Linked DNA regions of Ostrinia nubilalis: region 2 is linked to region 1. Evidence: chromatin contacts called from public Hi-C data. All regions are on one chromosome and are shown on one strand. Each heading gives the region's core, a stretch centred on a gene start, on an enhancer-like site or on the middle of the called end of the contact. The rest is flanking DNA. Distances are from core to core; before and after follow the strand shown.

Region 1 (4,417 bases), core at 261-2,760:
TTCCTCATAATTGTGAACTTCCATGGTGTTTTACTATAAATCATACTTATCCATATAATAAAAAGCATAACATTTAAAAACAGTACTTAAACTTAATTTAATAAAACTAATTTTTCAACATACCTAACCCTCATGTTCTCTTGCAGCCTGCGTAAGGGCCCCTGGTACTCCTGCGACCTTCCACCGCGCACTTCGGCCAGCTGATACTCTACGTGCTTAACTCTCTCACAGTACAGCTGCTCACGGAGAACAGTGAATTGACGCTCGAGGTTCGCTGGAAAGTATTATAAGATTTTTATAAGTTTACATGATAATTTACAAGGATTTTAAATAAATAACTTGAAAAAGCTGAACTGCCTAAGGCAGGACTCGGACCCACAATATACTGTTAATGTAGTATAAGGATATTTGTTACACAGTTATATTTTTCAAAATAATAATAGAAGGATGAAATAGAAATTGTACAATTATGAGACTCAGATCCTCTGGTCAGATATTTAAACTAATCAATGAAGGAATCATTAACAAAGCATGGGATTCCAAAGCCATAAAGTTAAGTTTTGCTAAAATAGTGTAGCTAAAATATCTTGCTAAAGCTCTAAAAGTCATCTAGAGTATTAGATTGATAAAAATAATAACTGAATTTGTCACTCCCTTATTCATTTATCTTGGAACAAATTATGAATGGTGTTAATGGATCTGAATCTATCCTTAGCCTGGACCTGATGTTGCAAGCTATTGTTTTATAATAACAGAGTTATTTGGTTAAATAATAATGAAAACTTTATGTTTTAACTGTTAAAGTAGATGGCAATGCCATTGATTTAATTATATGACTTATAACAACTGCCTAACTGCCAGATTCTGGTAACCAACACACCAAATTCAAATACCAAGTACAGTTTCTAGGAAAAATCAGTTTTACAATAAACGCTAAACCTTGCAAAACCAATTAAACAAATCATATTCTCATACATTTTGACAAATAGACAAAAAGTAGGTTACTAAAAATATCATCTGACCCAAACTTCACAAAAATGATGACAAAATAAATAATTTCAGACTATTTATATAATTTATAACAGTCGATAAGAAGCGAAAGATCTAAAATATTGGTCTATTTTGGTGCAAATTAGCACAAGACTTGACACATAAACCTAAATGTTTGTAAACATAACCTCAACGCTGAGCGTCGATACCAACCTAAGTTGTCCAGGCACTCGTTCCTGCGCCGCTCGCATTCACTCTCGTCCATCTCTGAGGAGTCATCAGAGTCGGGTTCATCAGCTTCCTCAGCGCTGGAGTCCCTATCAGGCCCTCGGGAGGATCCCCCAGATCTTTCAGTATCTCCTCCAGACATGTCTCCGTCACCGTCACTATCACCTTCTACCTTCATTGAAGGCATTTTTGACCACTCAATTTAGAAAAATAAAGCAAGGTAATTGCAATTTTTTGGAGAAAGGAATGAAAGGAATCAGTTTACGATTTGTGACTTTCCCTCGAACTCGAAGATGAAACGTCAAACTCGGATTGTCAAAGTCAACGTCATTAACGTCACACTTATATCCGTGATCGGTCCGAATTCTCTCATTTTATTCAAGGATAAAACATTTTTTTAAATTAAATCGGACTACACTATAATTTTGTAAAACAATCAATCTCATTTTAGCTTCTAATTAATAACTAGAGTTGAATCTGTCCTAAAAAATTGCGTAGATTCTTCCTTACGAAATCCTTGCATGCAGTACCTATAGTCCGATTTTTAATTCGACGGAATTCTGACGGCTGTCATTTTTTGACAATTCAGATGTAATAAGCCTTTTTTGCTTTGAATTATTAATAAATAATATGAAATGAAATTTCATCAAGTACAATTTACAAGAATGAACTATTTTTTGTTTTGTGAATTCAATGAACACTAATTATTATGTACATTTTAGAGATTAAATAGAAAAAAACGTGTTTTTAACGTAGTAAAACAACATATTATCATAAACGAAAATATGTATTGATCATCAATCATCATTATCGTCATCATAATCAACTTGGATTATAAAATTGGCATCTTGTTAAGTTGATTATTTTATGAAGCTAAGATTTTATTAACAAAAGGATTTTCATAAAAAAGGTTTGTAACCCATGGATTATTGGCCAGGGAGACCAGTAATAGAAAAATAATTTGCCAATTTTTTTTGTAACTTCAAAAGTATGATAATTAAAATTCAAATAACCATTTTGAAATGATTGGTACATTTTTAAGCCTTAGTTTTTCAAGTTAAACCTTAAATTCAAGAAAGGATTATTTTTTAATTTATGAAAATGCTCTCCATTCTTAGTGGGAATGTTTCAGTGTTGACAACACTTCTGAAATGTCAAAATTCCGTCGAATTAAAAATCAGAGTTTAGTTTTAACCCGCCTGACAAACGTAGGTAAGTAGGTATTATAAAATCGTAAACGTTCTTTTCATCTGCTGTTTTACGGTGAGTTCAGGGCCAGGCAGGGTATCACTTTAGTAATAAAAACTGGATAGGCCTAGGCCTTCTTCAGTCCTCCCCGACCCGTTGCGTTGAGCTACTATTTACCCTACTGCGCCAGAAGGAGGGTTATGTTGTTTGTCGTTGCGTTGAGTGGATTCCGCGCGCGGAATTTGTACAGTATTATGGTAAAAGCCCACTACGTTGCACGGGCCTATATTAAACTAGCTTTTACCCGCGGCTTCACCCTCGTGAATTTAGTTTGTCACAGATCGTCATAAATTATTCTACCTACTAATACTCGTTTATAATAAATGCGAAAGACAAAGAATTGATGTTTAGATGTCTGGATGTTAACATGTTTGTTACTCTTTCACGCAAAAACTACTGAACGGATAATGATGAAACTTTACAGTATTCTTTTTTATAACCCAGAATAACATAATTTATGACGATCTGGGACAACTAAATTTCACGCGGGTGACGCCGCCGCGGGCAAAAGCTAGTAGCCTATAATTATGTTATTCAGGGTTATCCTACTAATAAATGCGAAAGTTTTTATGTATGTTTAGATGTTTGTTACTCTTTCACGCAAAAACTACTGAACGGATTTTGATGAAACTTTACAGTATTATTATGGTCGACAGGAATCGAATGCGTCCTCATTCTCGTAATGCGATGCGGCTATGGACCGATTTATTTAGTTGATGTTTCAATTAATGGTCCCTGGGTGGTTTGAAAATACTAGGTGGCGCTTCTGTAGAGTAGGGTAAGGTCGGGTCGGCTAGTTTTATTAAAAAACTTTCGTGCATAATCTATGTTGTTCAATCAGGGTGTGGTGATCTTGTAGGAACGGTTACGATATGTTACAATGCCTACGAACGAAATAAAACAAACATTATCTGATATTAAATTTAATAGGTACTCTATTATTTACATTAAATTGTTCTCTATTAACATGTTATTTATACTCTTTCATTATTTATTCAGTTGTTAATAAATTATATACAGGACTATTTATAAATTAGACAATATCAATACTGTGAAATCTCGGCAAATCCACATTTTCACTGAGCATACGTGACAATGTTTTAAGTGTTGCCTTTCGCAAAAAGTTACAATAATAGAGGTACCTACGCATGTTGCCAGTACGAAAAAACATCGACACGCATACCCCAGTGTAACGATAACATAAATACATACAGAATATGATAAAAACAATAAATCTGTTTAAAAATTTTTAGCACCTCACAGGCTACCACTGATTTTGCTCAAATATATTATCAACTTACGCAACTAATGCAATATTCTCGATCAATTTAAAAATTATGACACGATATCTCAAAATCAGTACACATAACATGACAATGGTAATGGTATAACATACCTACAACATACATACAAAATAACATATTATTTTATTTAAAAATTGTGATTATTATAAAAAGAATATTCAACCCACTATTCCTCGTGGCCTTATGTATTTGGCACTAAAGTATTTGGAATGCACAATTCTATCTACACAGATATACAAATAATGTAAACAAACTAATTTCACTTATCCCTGAATATTTAGAATATTGTGTTCATCTTATAAAATGTATTGCGTTAACTATTCTCTCTACGGAGGGACGTATAACTCGACAACATCTATGATGGCCTCCTGCGCAGTTAGTTGCTCATCTTTAAGAATTTCATTAGCATTTTTATCAATCGGGATGACTAGCTTTTCTGTGATACGATGCGTAGGTCGAGTTAAGAAGTTTTTAGTTAGGTACCTACTTTTCTAAATATTCTTTATTCTATACATCATACATAAGTTTCAACAAATGTGCGCGTTCATTTGTTTCTTTACACTAGGTAATTAGTACAATATTGTAATTATTTGTCAAAATGTAAAATCGTACGTGATCGAGTGGATCGGTGTTGTCGAGCTATACCT
Region 2 (4,225 bases), core at 276-2,775, 170 kb before region 1:
CTTCTGCCAGCTGTTTTAGGACTTGATGATCTTGAGTTCGGTGTGGCCTCTTCCACAGGCTCCTTCTTGATCTCGGTGATAGGAATCAATGGGACGGTTTCCTTTTCTTGAGAGTTGCCAGAAGCAGGCTTGACTGCAGCTTTTCTTCCTCGAGTTACAGTCTGTCTGATTACAGCTTTGATTTTGTCTTTTGATACCACAGTTTTTTTGCTCCTTAAAGCCTTCCTGATGCCCAGAGGTCGCTTCTTCACGACCGCCTTGGGTTTGGCCACAGGTTTTTTTAAGTCTTTGGATGTCTTTGGCTCATCTTGACCGGGTTTATTTTTTTCCTCTTCAATTATGTCAGATGCCTTCTTGCGAGCGCGGGTCTTGGGTTCTATGATAGCGTCCTCATCGATACTCTTGTCCGACTCATCTTTGACCTGTTTGGTTTTCATGTTGGAATGTGTGGTGGGAGATGACCCCGTTTTTCCGACATCAGGTAAAGCCTGTTCAGGTCTGCCTCTGTGAGATGACCGGAGAGTGATGGAGGAGGGTGCTCGCTGCTTGCGAGGGCTCTTCAAGCTAGGGTCAGCTGGGTCGGTGTCACCATCCACCTCAAGCAGGTTACTGTCAATTAAACTTTCTTCTTGGCAGGTATCACAGCCGCTGTCGTCTTTATTAGTATAAATAGTATTTTTCACTCTCAATGACTCCTTTACTTTTAAGTGGGAACGACATTGAGCCATAATATGCCTATATCCCTTGCCATTTGGACCTGAAATGAAGAAAGTTAGAAATAAGTCACCATGGCTGTATTTATCAACGTGGTATTATAACTCTGACCAAACTACTTGTTGGACATCGTCAAAAATTAATGGCAAATTACGTTCACTGGTTTGATGAATTTCACATTATTCGTTAATTAAAACAATAAAGTAACGTTTTATGAGAGCAATTATCACACATTTTGACCCCATTCTCATATAAATTGAATCTACAAATCGCAGTAAACAAAAGCGAGCGCTCGACAATACCCAAGTTCGCGCACAATTCTGACGTTATTGTAGAAATAATTACAGATTTCACTGCATATTTAACTTCTCCGGCCAATAGTTGACTTAAAAAGTTGACGAAACACTTGTTTACATTTGTCATTGCTTAGAAAATCGCGCCGGAAAACTCATGAAAAACTCGTTGTTTTGGTGGTCTCACCTCGCGACTGACACCTAACGCCACCTACCAGCTGAGCGACTGCGTGTGCGTCGGACGAAAGCACCAAATCATTTCCCTAGCCGTGGCGCACCTCTGCAATGTCCTCACAAAATACTCACAATTTATCCAACGAAACCTCCAAAAACCACAATAAACAGTTAGTTGGACACACAATGCACCATAATATGCGAAAAAGTTCAATAAAAACTCGCGATTATACTTAGAAAACGATTTTTGAAAAGCCCAAATGTCTGCAGGCGTCCGCCATAATGTTTCCTTCGAAACGAATAATATAGTTCTTATTGCTCTTGTAGCAATTCGCTCTATTCGCTATTCAAAATGGCGACGGTGTTGCGTTCACGGTGCGCGTTTGCGCGACTTTTTGCCGGAAAAACTGGACAAATCTTGAACAACTCGACTGATTTAGGAATAAAATCAGCCCCAGAATCACTATCGGTAATTATTTTATTATATTTCCACTCGCGTTGTGCTGTAATGTCGTTTATACTGCGACATGTGACAGAACTATGGGTGTACACCCGTCCAAAGAGGTTGCTCTTGTAATTTTTGCAGATAATAATATTTTTTCAGATGACTGTTCAATATCATTAATAAATTGGTTGCTTTTTTTAAATATCAACTTCTAGTTATTTTTTATTGTACACATTTAAGTACCAAATAATAATTCGATTCATGAGTCATATTAACATTACGTGTGTCAATAATCGTATTCACGATTTTTTTATTAATGTGTAAGTAGGTATGTACTAGATAGTAGTACATACTTAAACTACGTTATTAATTTGATTATGTATATTTGTTTCAGACAACTCTCGCCTCCCGGAGTTACTCAAGTTATGCGAAGTCACCATTTGCGGACAAAATATCTGAACAATACAATTATGAAATAGTGAAAAATCCACCTGAATGGGCATTCGTTGAACAACTTTTGCCGTTTGAAACCATTCCGAAAGTGAAGCCTAAAGATTCTTATCCGTCTGGTTGGGTACCACCTAAAGAAGAAGCAGTTAATCATCCTTATTTCTTAAAAAGAAATAAAAACCACGAAATTCCGATATATTTGAATTTGTATAACAGAGGTGCGCGCAAAATTACTAGATTGAAAGGAATTGATGGTGATATTTGGTTACTGAACGATGAAATAAAAAGTTTATTAAAAAAGAAACATAACAAATATGTAGAAACTAGAGTACATGAGCTAGGCACATTTATCGATGTAAAAGGAGATTATGTCAATGATCTTCAAGAATGGGCATTTTCTAAAGGTTTTTAAGTGGAACGACAAATTTGTGGACAATAAATTGATTTAACTAGAGCTGTTGTTTTATTTCTTATTGCAAAACTCAATAAAATTTAGATTTAGTAAATAAAGATTATAAATAAAAATATGGTTATAATGAAGTAATAATATTCAGTTAATTTTTTTTACAAATATTTAAGATTCTTTTTTGGAATTACATTTCATTTTTTTTAAATTCTTACCATGAATAAAATTATAAAATGAACTAATCATAATTTTATATCATTTAAAAAAACAGCTACACCACATTAATTAATGTACCTACTACGTACTAAAAACAGTATTAGGCTGTCTACCTCATTAATCACACTACGCAGTTATTTATTACCATTTATAAGTTTTAATCCAATTCACATACTTTATTTATCTAATTCTGAATATATTTTCACGAAAAAACACAATTTGATCATATTTTTACACAAAAAAAGACTTGCATACTTATAAAAATAATAAAACATTACGGATATCATCCGAAAGCTCTTTGCAGTGGTGTACGCGGCATGAAGTTTGTTTCGTTCAGACGCCACCGGCGGCGCTAGCAACGGCGGAAGGTTTTATCTACGTAGCTATATAACATCCGCCCGGAGTATGCTGGGCCTCTTGCGATATATATTTTCGACTCGAGTCCACTTCTTTGTTCAAAACAACTTTTCTGTATCTTATGCGCGTGTTATTAAACGCTTTGGCACGCTTTTCAGACAGCGATGGAGGTACAATTCGATTTGTTGACTAACATAATCGTCTTAAATGTTTTAAATTGCTTTTATTTGTATTTCTCTTATGTTTATCTCGTCGCAAACTTGTTTATTTAAATAGCATAGCGATGTGTTAATCAGAAATCGATGTTTGAACCGTACGTACAGGCATAAAGTACGGACTAGGTAGGTAGGTTAGGTAGGTATAATGTATAATGAATTTCAAGGCTAAGCGCTTTCAGTCAGTTTGCCATACACGTGTTCGCTGGTCATTGTAATAGAACAGTAATAAATAAAGTAACGTGGGGGTTGATATTTATTGGTTAATGCAGCGCGATAGTTTATTACGACGCGTTTTAGTTATGACGTCATGTTGTATCTAGCAGTAGTAATTAAAAATCATTGTATTACGTAAATATTAAGTTAATAGTAGCGTGCTATGGCTTGAAATCTTTAATATGGTTTTAATACCTACCTATTATAACGAATTGAGCTTTCATTAACTGTGGGGTTGGATGATTCACTTAAATGATTGATGATTCACAAAAAAATCTACGGGGTGTAGGTAAGTAAAGTAATTCAATTTTAAATAATGATTTGTTGGTGTTATTTCGTACTTACATACTTTTTAAACAATGTAAGTAATGTGCACTTTCGTCACTAATTAAATCTGTTATGTAAGAAAAGTAAATAGGCACATAGCGTAAGTAGGTAAGATCAGAGGCGGGGCAAGACCTAAATTTGATGTGGGCAAGACAGATTTCGCGAGGCCTTGTTCTGTGGCGACTGGCGACCTGAAGACGGATTTTATGAAATAATAAAAAAAAGGGTCAAAGGTTACATTGACAGTTTCTGATTTCTTGATTCAGTGATTATTTTTAAAGGAATATTACGCCAAAGAATAATGTTCGTCACTTAAAACCGTGTTGTTGCTTAATTTTGTGTCTGATTATGGCTGAATTTGTTTGGAAAAAAATATATTTTTATTTTTAACTACATTGTTTAGCTATCAAGA

What was found. Hi-C and Micro-C count contacts between places; a contact is called where the count stands out from the background.
Region 2: a Hi-C map of whole body shows a contact between it and region 1, with 3 times the contacts expected there. The contact joins the promoter of LOC135078324 here to the promoter of LOC135078118 in region 1. A contact is called at or near these places in 3 of 5 Hi-C or Micro-C datasets (whole body and whole larva).

What each region holds. Positions count from the first base shown.
Region 1 is chr14:9,861,108-9,865,524 of ilOstNubi1.1, reverse strand. It overlaps LOC135078118 (breast cancer metastasis-suppressor 1-like protein), which reads right to left and starts at 1,510. Exons shown (of 4, transcript XM_063972696.1): 1 at 1,204-1,510; 2 at 124-274. The coding sequence starts at 1,405. It overlaps LOC135078267, which reads right to left. Exons shown (of 22, transcript XM_063972866.1): 22 at 3,374-4,417.
Region 2 is chr14:10,036,185-10,040,409 of ilOstNubi1.1, reverse strand. LOC135078324 reads right to left here and starts at 1,525. Exons shown (of 13, transcript XM_063972923.1): 1 at 1,314-1,525; 2 at 1-757. The coding sequence starts at 728.